3 separate regions of the Mus musculus genome follow, and all the other regions are linked to region 3. A link is a contact called in public Hi-C data. All regions are on one chromosome and are shown on one strand. Each heading gives the region's core, a stretch centred on a gene start, on an enhancer-like site or on the middle of the called end of the contact. The rest is flanking DNA. Distances are from core to core; before and after follow the strand shown.

What was found. A called contact is a pair of places that touch in the nucleus more often than the background predicts.
Region 1: a Hi-C map of bone marrow-derived macrophages shows a contact between it and region 3, with 19 read pairs. The contact joins two enhancer-like sites. A contact is called at or near these places in 1 of 15 datasets of contacts at CTCF or cohesin (the NIH/3T3 cell line), 6 of 484 Hi-C or Micro-C datasets (bone marrow-derived macrophages, cerebral cortex, nephron progenitors and 2 more), 5 of 115 datasets of contacts at active chromatin or transcription factors (the 230-238 cell line, bone marrow-derived macrophages, embryonic basal ganglia and 2 more) and 1 of 9 other capture datasets (embryonic stem cells).
Region 2: a contact with region 3 is called in a Hi-C map of bone marrow-derived macrophages, with 2.0 times the contacts expected there. The contact joins two enhancer-like sites. A contact is called at or near these places in 1 of 15 datasets of contacts at CTCF or cohesin (the NIH/3T3 cell line), 3 of 484 Hi-C or Micro-C datasets (bone marrow-derived macrophages and neutrophils) and 8 of 115 datasets of contacts at active chromatin or transcription factors (the 230-238 cell line, bone marrow-derived macrophages, embryonic basal ganglia and 3 more).

What each region holds. Positions count from the first base shown.
Region 1 is chr5:118,662,756-118,665,455 of GRCm38.p6, forward strand. The region is part of intron 2 of Med13l (mediator complex subunit 13-like); the gene reads left to right. Among named protein-coding and RNA genes, the nearest start is that of Med13l, 100 kb to the left of the region's middle. Within about 2 kb of position 1,361, at least 47 of the 459 cell types and tissues checked have an H3K27ac peak or open chromatin away from gene starts, as enhancers often do. A contact at or near this core is called in bone marrow-derived macrophages, where this site is marked.
Region 2 is chr5:118,643,986-118,646,823 of GRCm38.p6, forward strand. The region is part of intron 2 of Med13l (mediator complex subunit 13-like); the gene reads left to right. Among named protein-coding and RNA genes, the nearest start is that of Med13l, 85 kb to the left of the region's middle. Within about 2 kb of position 1,301, at least 19 of the 459 cell types and tissues checked have an H3K27ac peak or open chromatin away from gene starts, as enhancers often do. A contact at or near this core is called in bone marrow-derived macrophages, where this site is marked.
Region 3 is chr5:118,374,919-118,377,618 of GRCm38.p6, forward strand. Gm30604 (a long non-coding RNA gene) reads right to left here. Exons shown (of 6, transcript XR_878721.1): 3 at 2,679-2,700; 4 at 1,504-1,619. Among named protein-coding and RNA genes, the nearest start is that of Gm30604, 4.6 kb to the right of the region's middle. Within about 2 kb of position 1,298, at least 91 of the 459 cell types and tissues checked have an H3K27ac peak or open chromatin away from gene starts, as enhancers often do. A contact at or near this core is called in bone marrow-derived macrophages, where this site is marked.

The sequences.
Region 1 (2,700 bases), core at 111-2,610, 290 kb after region 3:
ATTGTTGCCTTGGATAACCAGCATTGCCCATGATCCCAGCATCTCTTATTTCTTGTGGAGAAAGCACTGCTATGGTGCTTAGTGGGGCTGAGCTTTGGTAAGGACCTTGAGGTAAATGTCCTCCCTGTCCTGTTTATGCGAGGGGCGTCGGGCAGATGGAAGAATATCACTTGAGGGCAGCCTGTGTCTTTCAGTTTCATCTCGTCACCTTTTTAAAGTGGGTCTACTAAAGGGGAGGGGGTCATAACCTATCTCATTATGGCTCTGCCCACAGTATAAACTGTCCAGTTAGAATGTCCTCGGATACAAAATAAACCTTCTAAACATTGTCTTTCAAATTAAAGTTATAATCAGTTCATACACATCTAAATTATGCTTGATTAAAAATCACAAATTCAGTTTTAAAAATTGTTGAATCACAGTTTGATGTAAATGAATGAGTTTGAGATGTTTGAGGAGAGCTGTTACACTGATGCTGATGGACAGGGAGAAAATCAGGTCAGCTGCTGAGGTCCTTGGGCAGTGATTCTGCAATGTTTACCTGAAGGGTTTCTCCCCCCTCCCCTCCCCTCCCCTCCCCTCCTCCCTCCCTCCCTCCCTCCCTCCTTTCTTTCTTTCTTTCTTTCTTTCTTTCTTTCTTTCTTTCTTTCTTGTCTCTTTACCCCTGCCTTTCCAAAAAAGTAAAGTTTTCTGAGCTTTTATAGGTGTGGCTGTAGCTGATCCTGTGGAATATGGAAGAAGAAATCTCATCAGCCACCTGTACTGATGTGCTACAATTTAATTTTACCAACCATGATTGGTGGGACATTATGAAGTGATAGTGACAAAGTGTCCTTCCTTGTTGATAGTGAATGGTACCTGTGGAGTTGGACCTAGAGTAAGTGCTGTGTTGTGAAGGTGAACCATCAGCGACATTGCTTAGAAATGCGCCTTCCTGGGGTGGGCTCTCATAACTTAAAGCTGGCTGTTTTAACACCGTAAACTTGAGGAGATTCACTTCATGGGGAGTAGCTCTGTGGTGGAGCGTGTGTTGAACTCTACACGGCCCAGCTCATGGACACACACATCTCTGCATATGGGCTGAGTAACATGGGATTGAGTGTTTTCTGGGCTGTAATTTTTTTTCTTAGTGGAAGATTTTGTGTCTGTGCAGGCTGACTTGTCCCCTCTGCAATGGCGAGAAGACAGGTGAGAGACAGACATTGTTCTTAACTGTTGTTGTGGCTGATCAAAGGGAGGGAAGGTGAAAGGGCTTCACCTGGGTTCAAGGGGCCCAGGTTAGGCAAGCATGGCTGGCAGAGGATGTGAAGCTGGAGGCAGAAGGCTGGTGTAGTGCAGTAGAAGTAGAAGTCAAATGTGGCCCCAGGGGCAGGTACACTTAGGATGGCCTGCCAGCAGCAGTAGTGCTTTCTGCCATCCCCCAGGGTAAGTAAGCTTCCAAGTGATTGAGCAAGCGAGCTGTGGACAAGGCGTGGTTTACTGTGAGCGTGGTTTACTGTGGGCGAGTACTTACGAGCTCAGAGTGCTCACAGCTGTGCTTCTTCTGTGGCTGATGTTCAGTCCAGTCATCGTGGCAGCACTGTGGTTGCAAGAGGGATTCTTCTGTGTTTCTGTTCTTTTTGAAGCACAGTTGATTAAAGTTTAAAAATTTTCGTATGTAATATGCAGAAAATTGTATGCAAAATAAATGAATTATTCAGCAACCTGACCTGTTCCCTAATATTATAGGAAATTCAAAAAGTTTGCTGATTGGTTCAGATTAAATAGCACTAATGAAGTACTTCTTGATTGGTGTGCTGTCTAATAACGTAGCTAGCTTTTAAATCGTGGAGTGAAGAATTAGTATCATACATCAGTTGACAGAAAATTTCATCATGTGATTAGCAAGGTAATATAAGCTAAATAGTTGGCAAATACATTTTTTTTCTTCATGAAGAAGCTTTTAAATGATGCATAGATTCAAAGCTAGCCCTCCAAATGCCAATTGAACTGCAGTACTGGTTTGTGTTCCGGGTTGTATGAGACTGTTGAGGACTAGTCCTGAATTTCTGTCCTAGAGGCTGACACCACAGTGCACCTTGACAGGTCAGTGGGGCCAGAGCTGGAAAGACCTTGGAGAGCACCGCTGGAGCCAGCAGCTCCTTCCTAGCTTTCTGCTTTTCTGGGCCTGGCTACTCCCATGCTTTCTCCAGTGCATCATCTGTGGGTGCCTTGTTAAGGCTGTGCAACTTTAATTTTTTTCCAAAACATATTTTTAATGATGGTTCTTAAACACTTTAATCTCCCTTGTAGCCGACCACCCACTAGAAGTAGTGGAAAAGAAAGGATACAGGGTAAGTGGACCTGTTAAGAAAGGTTTTTTGGAGCCACTCCCATCTGTGTTGTCTGGAAATTTGCAGTTAAGTTTGCAGGTCAGCAGCGGCAGCAGCTGGATCCACTCCCAAACACTTCACAGATGCACCAACAGTCCAGTTCCGTAGTCGAGATAGCAGGCAGTGGCACTGCCGAGCAGAGACAGGCAGGCCTCAGCCTCAGTGCTAGTCAGCAGGAGGGACCATGAGTTCTCAGTGATGCCTCAGAGAAACGAAGATCAGCAAAGATGTGAGACCCACAGGCGTTGCACAGCTAGCTAGCTACCTACCTGTATAAGTGCGCTAAGCTGCTTTTTCATCACTGTCTATTGAGTCGAGTCCTATTTAT
Region 2 (2,838 bases), core at 51-2,550, 270 kb after region 3:
ACTACCCAAACAAACAAAACTGAAGAAGAGCAAGACTTGCCCATGTCCTCAGCAGTACAGTGCAAGTTCCACAGAATCAACATCTCCACTGTTCTCTTGAATATCCTTGCTGGGAAATGTCTAGTTCCTGAGAAGCTCCGCACTGTGCCATTTCTTCTGCAGCAGTCGGTCAGGCACTGTGCTTCCTGTCCCTATTTTATCTCAGAAGTTTTGAGGTAAAGCCTGAAAACTGCTGTCCTAGCATAGAGAAGGTGGGGCCGGGCGGGGCTGGGCAGGGCCGGGCGGGGCGGGGACTCGGAGGGCCTCGTGCTGGGGGGCACCAGAGTCTGTGATGGTCTTTACAGCTACTTGCAGCTCCACCACCAGGAGTCTGGTGAACGCTCGAGCATGTGCACTTGTGCGAGTACACACACATGCTTTTAAACAATATATACTCTGCTTCATTCTATGCTATTGACTGACAGTAAGAAATTTCCCGATACAGCCCCCATACTTTGATTGGTAACTTCCTTAAAATTTGTTGAGCTGTCTTTATTTCCTTCCTCTCCCCGTTTTTCATTTCAGTTGGGTTTTAACTTAAAAAAAAAAATGAAAAAGAAAAAAGTGTGTATGCGTACGCGCGCGCACACACACACACACACACACACACACACACACACACACTCGCCAGAGGTCATTCCTTTGGTTGTCCACACTCACTGTGCAGCTGAGGGTGACCTTGAACTTTTGATCCTCTCTTGCTCATGTGACCTAAGTACTGTGATTATAGGCCAGCCCACTCTGTGTGTGTGTGTGTGTGTGTGTGTGTCTGTGTGTGTGTGTGTCTGTGTGTGTGTGTGTGTGTGTGTGTAGCAGGTCTTCTGATTCGGTCTTTCCCATTCAGCCCCTCTGGCCTGGGGAGCCAGTGTAGGAAGGAGGTCAGTAAAGGTAAGGGTAAGCTACCCGTGTGTTCTGCACGCTGCACCCTTTAGGGACTGCCTGCAGACAGGATCTGACATTCTACCTGTCTCTAAGCAAAGCAAAATCCAGAAATAATTTCTTTTTATTATATCTTGTTAGCAAGCTATGCTATTAAAGTTTGTTTAGAAATGGAAACAAAAGCATAATTGTACCATACCATAATTATGATAAAACAATTTCAAACTGTGCCAAAATTATATATCCATATCCTTTTATTTGATAGGGTTTAGTGAGTATTCACTCTTCACAAAAGTGTTTGAGTCCTTATACAGTAGTTCTGTCTACAGAGTGTTTTAACTTCAGTAAGCAGGAAGAGCAAGGAAGATGGAGTGTGTGGGGGTGGGGTAGAATGAGGAGAGGAAACGCAAGCTGTAGCTCCTGTAGGCAGCAATCACACCCTTACATGATGTGGAGGAAGCAAGCCACCCTACTGGCCACAGGCAGTGCAGACGTGTAGAGCCTGGGAAGGAGAAGGTCAGTCCTGACGCGATGCGTAGGGCAGCCAGAGGCAGCAGCAGGTGAGCGCCAGAGAAGTAAGATCAGGTGTCTTGGACAAACTAAAGCTAGAGTGGGAAGCTGAGACAGGAGTGGAAGAACACTGTCAGTCAGGGGCTGACCACCTAAACGGCGCTGGTCACCTGCCTCCCTCCCTCATGGCCACGGTCACCTTGGGCTATTCCTGACAAGGCTCACATGGCTGTAGCCATGATTGCTGTAGCCAGTGCACTGATTATTTTATTCCTGGAAATGATGAATGCTTCCTTCTGGCTTTTTCAACTCTGCTGTAGATTTACTTTTGCAGTTATGTTGTTCGTAAGGTGGCTTCCTGTTGCTCTGTCAGAAGGATTCATAGTATCTATTTTTCTGAAGGCCATGCATAAAAGTTTACAAAAGATTGAAATTCCAGTCAGCAAGACAAAGGAGTTCCCATACAAACGCTCATCATTAGATCTGTGACTGTACATTTTGACCTTTGCCGATAGAATTTCTTCATGTCCTCTCCCCCCTCTCCCTCCCCCTCCCCTTTTCTCTCCTCAGAAAGATTTCTCTGTGTCTCTTGCCATGTAGCTTAGGCAGTCCTGGGACTCAGGGATGAAAGGGTGTGCCACCATACCTGGGTTTAGAATACTTTTTCATCAAAGAAGCAATGGGAAGATAGTACATTAAGAAATATTTGTGTCTACAGCATTTAATAGATCTGACACTTCTATGTTTAAGGCATCATTGATCTGAGCCAATTGTCTTTGAAAATAGACTTCTTCATGAAGACATTAAACACACTCCTTTTAGTAGCCAACTCCCTTCACTGACTTTGGTTGTTGTAAACCTGGTTAAGAAGTTTAGGCAGACTTCCTTGGGATTCTCCATAGGTCTAGTTTTCTTATAGCAGTTAGGTGATCCCCGTCAGGAGTGAGACAGTGCTGAGTTCCCACGAGGGGAGACTTCTGTGTACTCATTCTGACCCTCAGAATTGAGATCTAATAGGTCTCATTGGGAAGAAGAAGCAGCACATCACATAATCTCGGGTGGGGCAGCCTGAGGCCATGTGACTAGGAAGCAGGAGGCCTCTATTTGTAGTCTAGACTAGCTGGTTCAGGACAGATTATCTTTCTCCATTCTCAGAGCTTCAGTAAGGATGGAATCTACAGAGACTTCAAGTATTGGCACAGGGAGAAGACCTTACAGGTCAGGGTAGGAATATCCAGGCTTAGAGATGTTGTGTACCTGAGTTGTGAAGGTTGTGGTCAAGTGCCACAGGATTCTGACGGAGCAGCAGGCAGCATCTAGCTGTTGGCAGGGGAGACCTGAAGAAGTTGAGGCCTGCTTATGGGAGATTGGGAATGCTAGTTTGGATGGTTTAAGGCTTCCTTACCCATT
Region 3 (2,700 bases), core at 48-2,547:
TCTGTCATGTCTTCTCTTTCTCACTCTCTCTGTCTCTGTCTGTCTGTCTGTACACAATGCAGATAATAACAACTGGTGTCTAGTGTGTAGGCAGCAAGCTTCCTGGAGCACTGGGGACTCACAACGGGGTGGGCCCTAATAACCAGCTACACTGGGCATGGCAGAGAGCAGTCTTTGGAGCAAGAAGCCAGGGCAGGTATGCAGGTATGCAGGTATGCTGTTTGTAAACACTTCTGAGTGGAGGAAGCATGTGACTTCCGGCCAGTCTGAAGGAGGCACTGAGTGGGACTGGAAAGCAGGCTCTGGCTGCTTGGATCCTAGCTCCAGGCTGAGCCTCAGCTCCAGGCAGTAGCTACAGAGCCAGGCAAGATGCAGAGGTCTCCTCTGGCTTTGCTCCAGGTGCTGCCCCACTGAGGAAGATGTGGGTCTTAGGGTGATGCAGCAGGGAGAGCAGAGTGGGTGCAATCCCCACTCAGGGACCTGCAACCCCTGCACAGTTTTCCTAGGCAGAGGGCAGGAGGCTGGCAGGAGGAGGCTAGTAGTCTCACATTCACTGGGGACCCTTACTGTGTGGTGGTGAGCTCCAGAAAAAACAGCTCCCCGTTTTCAGACTTATCCTAGAGAGTTCTCTGCTTCTGTCTAAGTGTCTGCACAGACAAAAGAAATTCTGAACGTCCCCAAATAACCTGGGGGTCACTGGCCTCCTCCTCCCTGGCCTACCAGCTACAGATCTTCTTGTCTCCCCGTACTTTAGTATTTGTTCCCTCCCCTTCTGGGGGAACACACCAATCTTTGGGAGGGAGGGGGAGTCTCACCCTGTCTGTGTGGTTTGTCTAGACTTTGGCTGCAGCTAAAGGCCCAGGACCTCGTTCATTCCCCCCACCCCGGTCAGAGCCTATCAGAGCCCTCTGGCCCCAGCCCCTGGACTTTTGCAGTGAGCACCAGGAGAAAGAGAGATGTGCCCCGTGAGGCAATGTGTTCAACAGGTAGAGTTTCTATCTAAACAGGAAACCAGAACAAAGCAAATCCAAACCAAACAGATGCAGAGGGGATGTGTTCTAGACTTTTTCACTGAGGACCTGGATCCAGCCATGACGGAAGCTCTTCCGACCCTCCCTTCTGATGGAGACAGTCCCAACCATTTTGTATCTGGTGGGGGCTGGGAGGTGGGGGCGGTGCTTTTATGCCAGGATTGGGTCCTTTTGCAACTGAAACCTCGTGACTAATACACAGGTCCCTTAACCTTTGTAACTTCCTGTTTCCCCATCCACCAGGTTTCTCTGAAAATCTGTACATCATCCCTTTAACAAATCTAAAAAGCGGAGCCCTGAGGGGGTGTTGGTTATGAGAGCTTCTAGGCATTTTCTCAGTTGGGGTGTGTCTGTGTATGTGCACATGTGTGTATGGGTATGTGTGCACATGTGTGTATGTGCGCGTCTATACACATACGCTGGGGGTGGGTCAGAGATTGATGTTGGGGTATCGTTGTCTATCACATTTTACCTTGTGTTTAGAAACTCAGTCTCTCATTGAATCTGAGTTTGAGGTTTCATTGAGGCTGGCCGGCCAGCCACCTCCAGGGGTCAGCTCGTCTCTGTTCCTCTCCGCTGGGCCACTTGCTAGTTTTAAGGTAAACAAAACAAGGAGTGGTTAGTGTCAGTCTCACTTTATTGTACAAAAGAGGAAGAGTGTGACAGACAAATGTCTGTTACAAACAGGAATGGAGAAAGTGGAAGGAAGCCACATGCTAACCAGAAATACCAGGGGCATTGCAAGCAGTGACACCATGTTGGAGTTTACCGTTAGATTCAAGGGAGATGGCAAAACTCCTACTATGAACACTGGGTCAGAGCCAAGGTCATATATGTCACCAGCTTGGCAAGGCCATAGAAAACCTGTACAAGTGTGTGTGTGTGTGTGTTTGAGTGTGTGTATGTGACTACGTGTGATTGTATATAAGTGTGTGTATGTGACTACGTGTGATTGTGTATAAGTGAATGTATGTGTGTGTGTGAGACTGTGTGTAAGTGTGGTGAGTGTGTATGTTTGTGAATGTGTGTATGTGACTATGTGTAAGTGTGTGTGTTAAATATGTGGGGTAACTATATGTGTGTGAGTATATGTGACTGTGTGTAAGTGTTTGAGGTAAGTGTGAGTATATATGACTGTGTGCAAACACTTACACACAGTGTAAGTTAAGTGTGTGGGGTGACTGAATAAGTGTGTAGGATAGGGAGGGTGAATGTGTGTGACTGTAAGTGTGTGTGGTGAGTGTGTATGTTTGTGAGTGTGTGTATGAGACTGTATGAATGTGTGTCTAAGTGTGTGGGATAAGTATATGTGTATGTGACTGTGTGTAAGTGTGTAAATGTGTGGGGTGACTATATAAGTGTGTAGGGAAAGTGTATGTGTGTGTCTGTGTGTGTGTGTGTGTGTGTGTGTGTGTGTGTGGATGGATGAGTGTGTGTGTGCATATGACAGAAGGATTGGGGGAATGGTGGTTCAGAACTCTTAAGCAATCATTTGGGTTCCCAGCCAGCTTCGTGTGTGAGGCCATGTCTTCCCGGAAAGAACATTCTAGCAGCCATTGGTCTGCTCAGGAACACTGAAACCCGAAAGCCCCCTCCTTCCCTGTCACAGCTGCTGCACAGAATACCCGGGGGAGGGGGTTTTCTTACCTAATATTTCCCAAACCACTCA